Linked DNA regions of Ovis aries: region 2 is linked to region 1. The links are chromatin contacts, called in public Hi-C maps. All regions are on one chromosome and are shown on one strand. The core of a region is the stretch at or near the end of the contact, and the rest is flanking DNA. Distances in the headings are between cores, read along the strand shown. Region 1 holds the start of PTPRF (protein tyrosine phosphatase receptor type F). Region 2 overlaps PTPRF (protein tyrosine phosphatase receptor type F).

Region 1 (5,873 bases), core at 1,938-4,437:
AGGTCTGCAGCTTGGTCAGGGAGCCTTCCCCACCTGGTCACTTATGTCTGATGGCCCCTGAGCACAGAAGGGGAAAATCTCTCTTTTCATTCCTTTAATAAAAATATACTGAGCAGCTTTTGTGTATCAGGGCCCAGCACTGGCCACTGGGATGTGGCAGGGGACAAGGCAGGCTCCTTCCTCCTGCCCTGTCCTCAAGGAACCCCCACCTTTAAGGTGGGGGGACAGACACAGACACTAATGGTGGTGACATCCAGGATTTAGAGTTTGGGCAGGCAAGACCCAACTCAGCAAGAGGTTAGAGGTGGCTCCCTGAAGGAAGTGATGGCTCCAAATAGGTACCATTGTTTCCAGGGTACTGACCCCACTCAACATAGAGTCTTCATAAATACATACACACACACATACACTATATATATATATATAGTGTGTGTGTGTGTGTGTGTGTGTGTGTGTGTGTGTGTGTGAGAAGCCACTGACTGACATCTTTTTTTAAAATATTCTTTAAATTTCTTTGGCTGTGCTGAGTCTCAGTTGCGGCATGCAGCATCTTTTCAGTTTAGGCCCATGGGATCTTCAATTGTGGCATGTGGGATCTAGTTCCCAGACTAGAGGAACCTAGAGCCCTAGGTTCCCAGGGCTTGAACCTAGGCCCCCTGTATTGGGAGTTCAAAGTCCTAGTCACCAAACTACAGGGAAGTCCCACAGAGTAAGTCTTCAGAGGTGTTTTCTATGACTATGTGTGAGAGATTTCTGTGTGAACTGAAGCCCCAAAGTCAAAAGCACTCTATCTCTGTCTCTTTCCCATCTCCCCCCCTCCCCCTCATTCTCTCTCCATCCCCCACTCCCACTCACCTCCCTTGGGATGATCTCTAGCCCCTTTCTATATTTCAGATTTTACAGGTTGCATTAGATGAAGGTGCAGGAGGGAAGATGCCCTGTTTCTGGCCCAGCAACTGATTGAATGAGGTGCTGCTGCCTGAGATGGGACTGCTGGGGGCTGGCAGATCCGGGGTGGGAGAGACAGTGCATTCAGTTTCCCTGACCAACTGGGGAGTGGTCTAGAGAAGACTCTTGGAAATACGGGTCCCGCACTCAGAACATTGCTTCCCTGGTGGCTCAGACAATAAAGAACCTGCCTGCAATGCAGGATCTCTGGGTTTGAGTCCTGGGTTGGAAAGATCCCCTAGAGAAGGGAATGGCAACCCACTCCAGTATTCTTGTCCAGGAGACCCATACCAGGGAGACAGATTTGGAAGTCATCAGCATTTGGTTGGTGGTGGTGGAGACAGTCCATGGGCAGAAAGCAAGAAGGGACAGTGTAGACAGATCCTGGGAGGAAAAGGAGATGGTAAAAAAGAGACTGAGAAATGGCAATCAGGGAAGGAATATAGGCCACTGAAGCCAAGAAGAAGAACTGTTTTCAGGAGTCAGCAAGGAGCAGGCATCACTGGCCAGAAAGTATACCTTTTTAAATTTAGAAGAAACCCTCCCCCGAAGCCTAAACTCACTCCACTTCTGAAAAACAGGCCAAAATGTCTAAAGATGCACAAAACTTGCAATACCTCCTCCACAGGACACCAAAATTATCAGTGAATAAAAAACCACAGACTAGGAATGTTCATTTTTGATCCGTTTGTCATCTGGAATCTGGATCTGATTGTTTGCCCAGAATCACTCCCATCCCCTTCTCACACACGAGGGGGCGCACACACACCGCTTCTAAATTCAAGTCCTGGGCAAAAAGCAGGCAAGTGAATTAGGTGGTAACCAGAACTCCACTCAGCTCACAGCCCCAGACCCCTCACCTCTACCTCTGCCCTGTACATTACACTGTGCTCCTAGAATCTAGGTGCTTCAACAATCTCCAGACTTTCTCTCTCACCTGACCCCCAGACTCACAGAGATATCACAGAGACCCCACAGATCAGAGAACCCATAGGGGTCCTCATCTGACATAGGCAGTCGAGGTAGGCTCCCCATGTTTCATGAGGGTGGCAGTTTCATGAGGAGAGGGCTGATGTGATATGGACTGCACGGTAGGTCTGAGATCAGAGGCTTTGGTGCCAAGGTGTGGCTCTTGGTTTGGAGCTCACCAAGTTCCTATGAGTTAGAACCTCTAGTAAATCTGTTGGTAAGTTATTGGTTTAGCCAGAGATTTATAGGGTCAGCATTTAAGTTTGATATGAGGAGTCAGAAATTCAATACTGAGGTTTATATCAGGCTTGGAGGACACTATCAAGTGCTGAACTAAGGGCCAATTCAGGACCTGACTCAGGTCCACAGTTGGCATTGCTGATTTTGGGGTGCTGGCCAGCCTCAGGCTGGGGTTGATATAGGGTCAGAAGAGTAGAGAGTGAGTATGGGGCTGCAGTGGATTTGTGTGGAGCTTCTACAAGGCCAGTCTCATAAATCTTAGGTTCCAAGATTACCACTAGAGGTGAGTCAAGTTAGGGTCTTAAATGGGCCCTCAAATGGACAAGGTCTGAGGTCAGTATTTGTATTAGGGTCCTTTTCCAGGGACTCAATCCTAGTTCACAAAGTGTGTTGGTATTGACCTGGGTCTGGGACTGCAGTATTAGAGTTTTATGGAAAGGCTTGGGGTTCACAAAAAAGTGCTGGGTAGCTACCATAGCAAAGTAGCTATCGTATTTTAAGGTTCACACAGGGACTGGGGCTCAGCATTGGTACTGGGGTCCATTTAAGGACCAGGGTTGATGCTGGGGTCACGATCAAAGAAGAGGTGATAAAGGGATTTTAGCCTAAGAATTGGAATTTCAGTTTAATAAAGGGGTTCAGATTAAAATTACTACTCGAGCCAACTTCACGGCAGATTTGGGGGTTTGGACTTACTGTTGAGTTGGGGTGGGTCTGGGCTCAATAGCAGGTTCAGATCTCTACGGAGAGAAAATGGGGTCCTAGAGTAATATCAGGTTCACATTTGGATTGGAAGCCTCTAGTAGGATCCGGACTTCGTATGGAAGTTTGGGTCTGCCCATGCTTATTATGGGGGTTCCGGTTCTGTACTGGGGTCCGGGTCGGTTTACACGCGGGGTTGGGTTGCGGCCTCGGGCCTACGCGGCTCAGCAGCTCTACGAGCGAGAGTGCACGAGGGGAGGGGCGGCGCCGGGGACGCGCACGGCAGGGGCAGGGGCGCGGGCGTGGGCGCGGGCACGCGGCTGGAGCTGGCGCGGGAGCGGCGGAATCGGTGGCGGCGGCGGCAGAGGCGGCGGCTCCAGCTCCGGCTCCGGCTCCAGCTCGGGTGGCGGTGGCGGGAGTGGGATCCGGTGGCGGCGGCGGCGGCGGCAGAAGAGGAGCGGGAGCAGCGGCCCCAGAGGCTTGGGGGGACATGCGGACCGACGGCCCCTGGATAGGCGGTGAGTGACCCCCGGGCCCCCTTCCAGTTCCCTCCGCATCGGTCCCTTCTCCACTCCCCCGCCCTCTCCCCGCGTTCGCAGAGCGGAGCTGGGGGCGGTCCCGGGGGGCTGGGGGCGCCGCTTAGGCCGGGCCGCGCCCCCACCTGCCGCGCCCGCCGCCTCGGCTAAGCGCCCCCACCAAGCCCGGCGGCTCCTCCCCGCGTTACCCCGCGGCAGACGGACCCCCCCCCCCCATCGCCCTGCCGCCGGCTGGCTAGCTCCTTGCCGCCCCTCGGCGCCTTCCCCTTTCTCCGCCTCGCCCCCTCCCTCCCGCCGCACCTGAGCCGCAGCCCGCGCCGCCCCCCTCCCCCCCGCCCAGCGCAAAGTTTCCCTTTTGCGTTGGGGCTCCCCCTCCTGGGTCCCACCTCGTCTGCCCCCACCACCGGCGCGGACACGCTCCGGGGGCGGCCCTCAGCCTCCCACCGCCTCCCCAGCTCCGGGCGGGTCCAGGCCGCGCCCCCGCCCCCGCCGCACAGGCGCCCCCTCCCAGCCGGCGGGGGATCCGCAGCCGCCGCGCCCCCGTCTTGCTCGCGGCCCGGGCGCACGTGCCGTCCCGGGGTGCGCGGGGCGCGAGTTTGGAAACCCCCACCTCCCCAGCCCCCGCACCCAAGTCGCCGGCGCCGGCTGGGGAGGCGCTGGGCCGGGCTGTACCCGCCCCTCCCCGGGTGCAGTGACCCAAAGGCCCTGGGACGACCTGTCCCGTGAGGACGTGTCCACTCGGACCCGCTCCGGAAAGTTCACTCAGTCGCCGCCCGGCGTCCCGTCCCGTGTTGGTGTGCCCCGGTCCTCATCGCTGTGCCCACGATCCTGTCTCGGCTTATTTCTCCTTTTCCCTCCGTGTTTCCGTCTCTCTACGCCCTTCAAAGCCTCTGTATCTCTGTCTCCCCGTGTCGCGGCCTCCCACTTTCAACCCACTCCACCCCCCAAGCAATCCCGGGGTCTCTCTGCTGTCTGCGACTCCCTCCGGGTCTCCCCTGCTCTCTCGCTGGCTCTCTGTGCTCTTTCTCCCGGCTCTCTGTGCTCCTTGCCGGGTCTCTGTGTTCCTTCTCTTGGGTCTCTCTGTGCTCTTCCCGGCTTTCTGCTCTCTCCTCCCAGGTCTCTCTGCTCCCTCCCCCATCTCTGGGTCTCCCTTCCCGGGTCTCTGTCGGGTCTCTTGGTGTCTCTGTCTCCCACGGACTGGAATCTCTGCTGCCCCTTTGCAGAGACCCAGACCTCCTCCTCGTTCCTCTGGAATGCTGCCCCTCTGGTTCTTCCACCCTAGGGTGGGGGAGGGGCTAGTTTTTCTCCTCTTTTCAACACCCCCCACCCCCCAGTGCAGGGCCCCCAAGTTGGAACTGGTTGATGGGTGGGTGCCGGGTACCTGTCTGAGCTGTGAAATGGAAAGGAGGCTGCTGGCAGGAGTGGGGGGTAGGGTCCTCTGGATTCCCCTGGGGGCCCCGGACGGGGGTGGGGGGGGGCAGGCCTGGGAGTCTGGACTGCGGAAGTGTTGGTGATGAAGACTCCCCTTGGGCTCCCAGAGTGACCTGGTGTGGGATCTGAGCAGAGAATCCAGAGGAGTGCATTGGGGTGAGAGGCCTGGAAAAAGATCCAGGGCTGGTGCTTCCAGGGGGATCCTCAGTGGTGAAGGATCCACCGAAAAGGCAGGAGATCTGCTGAGGGATCCTTTGAGAGGCATATGGCATCCAGTGGGATCCAGAGCAAGGTTCTGTCAGAAAAATCTCAGGAAATTCTGTGTTTGGCTCCTTATTAACTCTCGCTTCAGGGAGCAAGAAAATCCCAGTTTTTCACTGATGGTATGAATGAGCCTAGGGCTTCAGGAAGGAGTAGGTGAGCCTCCCCAAGCACAGCCCCCCAACATCCGCAGCCCCAGCCCAGGCCACACACTCACACCCCCCTGTTTCTACACTCAGCTCACCCTCCCACCCCCACCTCCACTCCATATCCACTTGTCTCCCCAGTGCCCTCTCATTTGCACACTTGGGCCTGCGCAACAGCCAGAGCTCCAAAATCTGCTGTGTTTGCACGCCCATGTCCCAGCCTGTGTTCTTGCTTACACTCTCACTGCTCCCCTGTGCACAGCCTAGGAAGGGTGTGTGTATACGTGCAGCCTCATGCTTTCTTGTGCACACATTTTCTCATACATTTTTGCTTGCTCAGTTTCCCCTTGTCATTGGAGACATCTCTGTAGTTCTGTTTTCTCCTTGCTCTTCCTCTTCCCTCTTTTCTCCCTTTACAAAGAAAATAGTTTTCATATAATTTCTTCTTCTCTCCTTCCTTCTGCAGCTCCTGGCCTCCCCTCTGGTCAGCCTTGTGCACATAGTGAGCGTGTGTGTGCTGTCCCGGCTTCTAGGGGAGGAGGCGAGGTTTAGGCTAGTGAAGCACTTGGGGAGGGGATTTCGGGGAGAGGGGGAGCGTTGCAATAAGAGCAGCCTGGCTGCTTTCCTTGGGAATTATATT
Region 2 (5,564 bases), core at 2,889-5,388, 50 kb after region 1:
CCACTTCCACAGGTCTTCTTGAGCTGCCTTCCCGGGCCCATTTCCACAGGCCTTTTGGGCCGGGAATGTGGGTGTTCTTTTAGTTCTAGCCCCACTTGCTAGGAATCCTAAAATAGGGACAGCCTCACTTTGGTTGTCCCTCCCTTTTACTGGCACACACACATTCCTGTGGGGCCAGCCCTCAGTCCGTCCCTAGGACGTGTCTGATAGCCAGGCCCCACCTGAATCCATACCCACCCTGCTTTGCAGAGAGAGATTTGCCCTGTAGTCCTAGGACAGAACCCTAAGCTGTGCTGCTAGGACCCTGGGATCTGGGGTCCCCCCCTGCTCCTCATCACGGTCCTGGCAGAGCCCCTGCTTTCTGCCCCAGCAGTGCTGAGGGCCCCATCAGACCCTTACTCTTCTAGGATGGCCTCTGTGGTGCTGGCCACCAGCTCTGTATCCTGAACCCCTCTTGGAGGTGGGCACGCATGAAGAAAGCTCCCACTGCTGGCTTGTGCCCACCTGCTTCCCAGCAGAGCGGTGGTAAACCTTCCGTCAACAGGGCACCTGTCACCCTCCAGGCCAGTGGGAGGCCCCCCTAGGCTCAGCCTTAGCATCGAGGTCGGTGTGGACACCAGCTCAGGGTTTCTCAACCTCAGCACCATTGACATTTGTGGCCAAGTAACCTTTCGCTGTGTGGGGCTGTCCTGTGCATTTTGGGGTGTTTACCGACCCACTGGATACAATAGCACCCCCTGGTCACAGCTCACAGGGTCTCCAGACCTTGCCCGGTGTCGCTTGGGGGAATCCTCCTCCCCTCCATTACAGAACACTCTGCAGATGGACAGCCTCACTCTGGCTCTTGTCTCCATCCATCTCTAACTCTCTTCTGCCACGTCCACGGGGCCCGAGGTCGTCTCCTCCTCGGATTTGGCTCCAGTGTCCGCCTCATACCCCTCCTCTGTCCCGCAAACTCGGGGCTCCCACCGCCTCTTTCAGACCTACAGTGGCTGCATTTCATAGGGCTGTGCGTGCAGAGCTCCCAGCCCGGTGCTGGGCACGCAGGAAGTGCTGGGCAGTCAGTAGCTGCTGCCGCCGCTGGGAAAGCACCATGGGGGCTGCACCACCCAGTTTCGTCTGACTTTGCTCAGTTGCCTGCAGCTCCACCCACGGTCTAGCAGGCCCAGGCATGCCTGGTGGACCAACCTCTCCATCCTACTACCTCCCCCAGTGACTCACTCGCTCCTTCCATCCACAGCGTCTCTCCTGTCTAGCTCTTAGGACACACAGCTGCCAGGGACCAGGGAGGGGCCACCCTTTCCACCGAGCCTGGCCTGCTCGCCCCTGCCCTTCCCCACTTCTCTGCAGGGACCTGGCCGCTGGGCCACAGCTGTCTCTAAACGGGGCAACAGCTCCGTGGCTTCTCCCCACAGGCTCCAGACCAGCTTCCTCACACTCTGGGGCCATGCAGCGTGGGGCTTCCTCAAGGTGGCGGGTTTCTAGTGGCCCATGTGCCTCGGTGGGTTTGTGGGCTGGGTGGGCCCTGAGCTCGGTGGGTCTGTCTGAGCCTTGGGGTGTGTGTGAGGCATGGGGGCCTGCCTGTGCCACACTCCCACCCTTCCCTGTCCTGCCCTTTGGTGCCTGGCACCTGCTGGCAGGACCCAGCCCTGTCCACCCGTGTCCTCCATGAGTCCTGAGTCTTTTGTGAGCGGTGTGGTCCGCGCGCACCTGTGGGCACGTGCGTGTGCGTGGGGCACAAGAGTCTTGTCTCGTTTCCGTGCTGTGTGGGCAGATGAAGGTTGGCCTGTTTTTACTCTCTCTGTGTTTCTCCTTGTCTTTTTTTTATTCCCTCCTCATCCTCATCGCACTCTGCCATCAACCCAAACTCTCATCTCTCAGATCAGCGAGAAGGTTGGTCCTTTTCACTTCTTATCCATCTACAGTTCGCCCATCGACGGGATGCCCCCGTCAGTAGGGACCAGCGGGCTCGGTCAGCTCTTCAGGCTCGCCCCAGTCAGGCCTGCCCGCCCGTCAGGCTCTGCACTCCCATTGTTTGAGCTGGCAGGCGGGCAGGACCAGGGGTGGGTGGGCAGGCCCCCCTGCCCTGCATGTTTCTGCTGCTTGAGTCCCTGACCACCCCACGTGTCTGCATGTCCCCTTAGCTGGGCTCCCCTGCTGGGGAGGTTGGGTGGGCACGGTGCATGGCACAAGACTGGGCCCTGCCTTTGTGCCCAGGCCAGGCCAGCTGTCTGCTCCAGGTGGAGCTCAGAAGTGGTTGTGGGCTCTGTAAGAGCTGTAGAGCTTTATGTGCACCTGTGGGGCCCTCCACAGTTCCCCCCACCGCCCCTGCTTAAAATCCACATTTGCTAGAGCTCAGCTGAAACCTTTGGGAAGATGAAGGGGAAGGCTAGTCTAGAATGAGCTCACCCCTCAAGATCCTGCAGCCCAGGGTGAACGTCCTCCAGGGTCAGTACTATCCTTGAGCACCTCCCGGAAGCTGGATGGACAGCAGCCATGCTGCGCCCACCGAGCTTAGTGTCTGGGGCACAGGGTGGGTGGCATCACCTTGGCTCACTGAGGAAGCATCCCATTGACTGGTCTCTTCCCTCTCCAGCTAGATCCAGATGAGGGCCTTCCCACCTGGTCCAAGCTTCCCACCTTCTCCCAGACAGCTGGCATTTCCTCAGCCCCACACTGGGTGCTGGGCATTCGACCAGGAGCTCACATCTGACCGAGCGGTCAACTGCTGCTTAGAGCCATGTGTGAGCCTCGCAGCAGCCCTAGCGCGGCCGTGGGTCGGGGAGGGCTTCCTGGAGACCTCGCAGCAGCCCATTCCAGAGCAGTCTCACACCCTCAGGGCCAGGCCCCTACTCCCCGCCCTCGGTCCAGCAGCAGGGGCCGAGGGGCAAGGACACAGGCAGCGGTCCTTCCTGTGTCCCTTGGTCTGAGCCGTTAGAGGAGGCGTTCCTGTCCACTGGGCGAAGCCCCAGGGAGCAGACCCGGGCCACCTGGTGTCCTGTGCGTTCTCTGTGGCTTGGGTTTCCTCCACGAGGAGAAGGAGCCTGTCGGGAGGAGGACTGCAGCCTTGGCTCAGATACCAGCCCTGAGCATGATCATATGCACTCCTGAGCTCTAGGGCATTTCAGTTACACCGTTTCGCTGACCGGGCAAATCTGACTGGGGCGAGTTCAGAAAACGGTCATCAGCAGAGAGAGCCCAGCCTGCCACTGCCTCCCCCTGTCCCCCCTCCCGCACCCTCCTGGTCCCTTGTCCCTTCTCCTTTTACCATTCCATGGTTCCACCAAAAATAGGCATGTACACAAATATTTAATGGGAAGGCAGAAATGAGTTTCTAAATATTCCAGGGGGGATTTGCCGTGCTGGTAATTTGTTTGGTGCTGATAATTACATCTTACATTTTTCCAGCTTTACTTAAAACTGTGTGCCAAGTGCGCCGGCATTTAATTACTGCTCTGCGGCAGCCACAAGGTTATTTATTAAAGAGTTATTTTATCTTGATACGGTGGATCCTGCCCCTTATCCCCTCCTTAATGTTGTGTTATTTTCATCAGAGAAATTTCCGCGCGTGAATGCCGATCGCGGGGCTGCCTCCCCCCAGCGATTAGGCTGTCACTCCACTGAATGCCGATGCCTCCAGGCGCCGCACCGCCCTGTTATAGGGGGTTGTCAGCTCAAATAATTAGACTTAAAAGTTACAGCTGAAATATAATCCAGAAATGGCAAGGCCCTGTTTTGGAAATTGTCTATAAAATGTCAGCAGTAAGGATGCTCGGGGAACAGTAATAGACCGTCATTGTTGGAGCTCAAGATTAGACCCTAAGTGCGTTTTTCCCCGGCCCTGGTTTTCCCTTCCCTGCTGCTGCTGTCAATAGACCCGAGTCCAGGGCGAGTCCTGCCCCTTCTGGAGGCCTCGTGTCAGTGACAGCAGGGCGAGTGGCGGTGAGACTGCTGCAGGGAGGCAGCAACCCCTCCTGCGCTTGGGACAGGGGGGTGACCATCCAGAATTCAGGACTCCACAGATACTCAGGATCCCAGGAGGTGGTCACTTGCCTCTGTGACCCCCACCTTCTCTCTGTGGTCCTAGCCCCTACACCATGGGGAGGATGAGTCTGATCTGCGGGAAACCTGTCCAGGCTGTTTGTGTTGGCTGAAGCCCAGCAGGCCTATGAAGGGAGGTGCCCTGCTGGAGCGTGCTGTCCAGGAGTCCCTGGGCTTGAGGCCCTGCCCTGGTGCTAGGAGTGATCCTAAAGCTCACCTCTGACCTCTCACTCATCCTTAGCCCCTGGGGTTCTCCCTTCCACTTGCATCTGGAAGGGGGGAAATTAAAAATAAAAACAAACCCTTCTCAATGTTAGTTCCCCAAGGGCCCTTATTTCCTGGCAGTGGCGAGAAGACCTTGTCTTCCGGGACTGTTTGAGGTAAAGCCTGGTCAGTTTTCTTCACAGCTTAGGTTGAGACCTAAGGTTTATCCACCAACAACCTACTTCCTTCCCCTGGGGCTCTTTGTTCTCATGTCGAGGGACCCAATTGGGTCCCAAGATTCTGCCACTGACCACCATCAAGCTGGCAGGTGTGTCCCTGACACAGGCTTGAGGCCTATCCTCATGCCAACTGGAGAGTGTTCTCCCGGCAGCCTCCACAGACCCAGAAGCTTCTTCATGGAGCCGCCCGGGTCTCTCTTTTCACCTTGTGAGCCAGGGCTCAAAGGGGCCTTAGCTTCTCATCCCACAGACCTGCTCCCAGTATGTGTTATAAACACGTCCCTGAGTATCAGCTGTTGGTTCTCACCTCTTTAACTGGGAGATGCCTGCATCCACAGCGTGGAAACCTGCAGCCCAGAGGGGGTGCCCGAGAGTGATTCTCTTGGTTCTCTTCCCCCCCAGACCCATTTGGATGCCTGTGAACAAGGAGGAGATGGGGCAGCCACTGGTAGAGAGGAGAGGCATGGAGAGAGTTGGTCAGTTAGTGATCCTTTTTGCTTTAGCCAGGCCACATCTCCGCCAGTGGGCATGCCGCTCCTCATGACCTGTGCCCAGGTTCAGCACCAAAGCCCGGGGAGTGCCTGCACCATGTCCCAGCCTCCCAGCCTCACCTTTTGCTGTTTGTGGGGAGTACTCAAAGGAAGCTCTTTGTTGTGGCTTTCTCCTGCCAGCCATGCCCCCCGGGGCCCACCTTTGCCCCTGCCACACCGCACTGCTCTGCCTGAACGGTGCTGGTGCACCCAGTGCAGATGCCCGGCTTCTATCAGCTTAACGCCAAACACGGAACCCCTTGTCTTCCAAAACTGAAAGTATGGAAGTAGATTGGCGTCAGGCAGGGCTGGATCCAGGTGTTTAAACAGTATTTGGCCAGGCATTCGTCTGTCTCTGTCTCCACCTCTGCTCTCCTCAGTAGCTCCTTTGTTCTCAAGCAGGTCCTTTCGAGTACTGTGAAAGGTGGTCCCCCGCCTCCCACCCCCCCAGGTTAGAGACCAAAAGCGGAGAAGAAAAGCCATGTGTCTTAATAGTTTTCACAAAAGGCCAAAGGTTCTATCTCTTGAGCCACATGTGGGTCGCATAGCC

What was found. Hi-C and Micro-C count contacts between places; a contact is called where the count stands out from the background.
Region 2: a contact with region 1 is called in a Hi-C map of liver, with 2.4 times the contacts expected there. The contact joins the enhancer-like site here to the promoter of PTPRF in region 1. A contact is called at or near these places in 2 of 16 Hi-C or Micro-C datasets (hypothalamus and liver).

Annotation. Positions count from the first base shown.
Region 1 is chr1:18,191,630-18,197,502 of ARS-UI_Ramb_v3.0, forward strand. It overlaps PTPRF (protein tyrosine phosphatase receptor type F), which reads left to right and starts at 3,188. Exons shown (of 34, transcript XM_042247044.1): 1 at 3,188-3,377.
Region 2 is chr1:18,241,028-18,246,591 of ARS-UI_Ramb_v3.0, forward strand. All of the region lies in intron 8 of PTPRF (protein tyrosine phosphatase receptor type F), which reads left to right. Among named protein-coding and RNA genes, the nearest start is that of PTPRF, 49 kb to the left of the region's middle. Within about 2 kb of position 4,139, at least 2 of the 54 cell types and tissues checked have an H3K27ac peak or open chromatin away from gene starts, as enhancers often do. A contact at or near this core is called in liver, where this site is marked.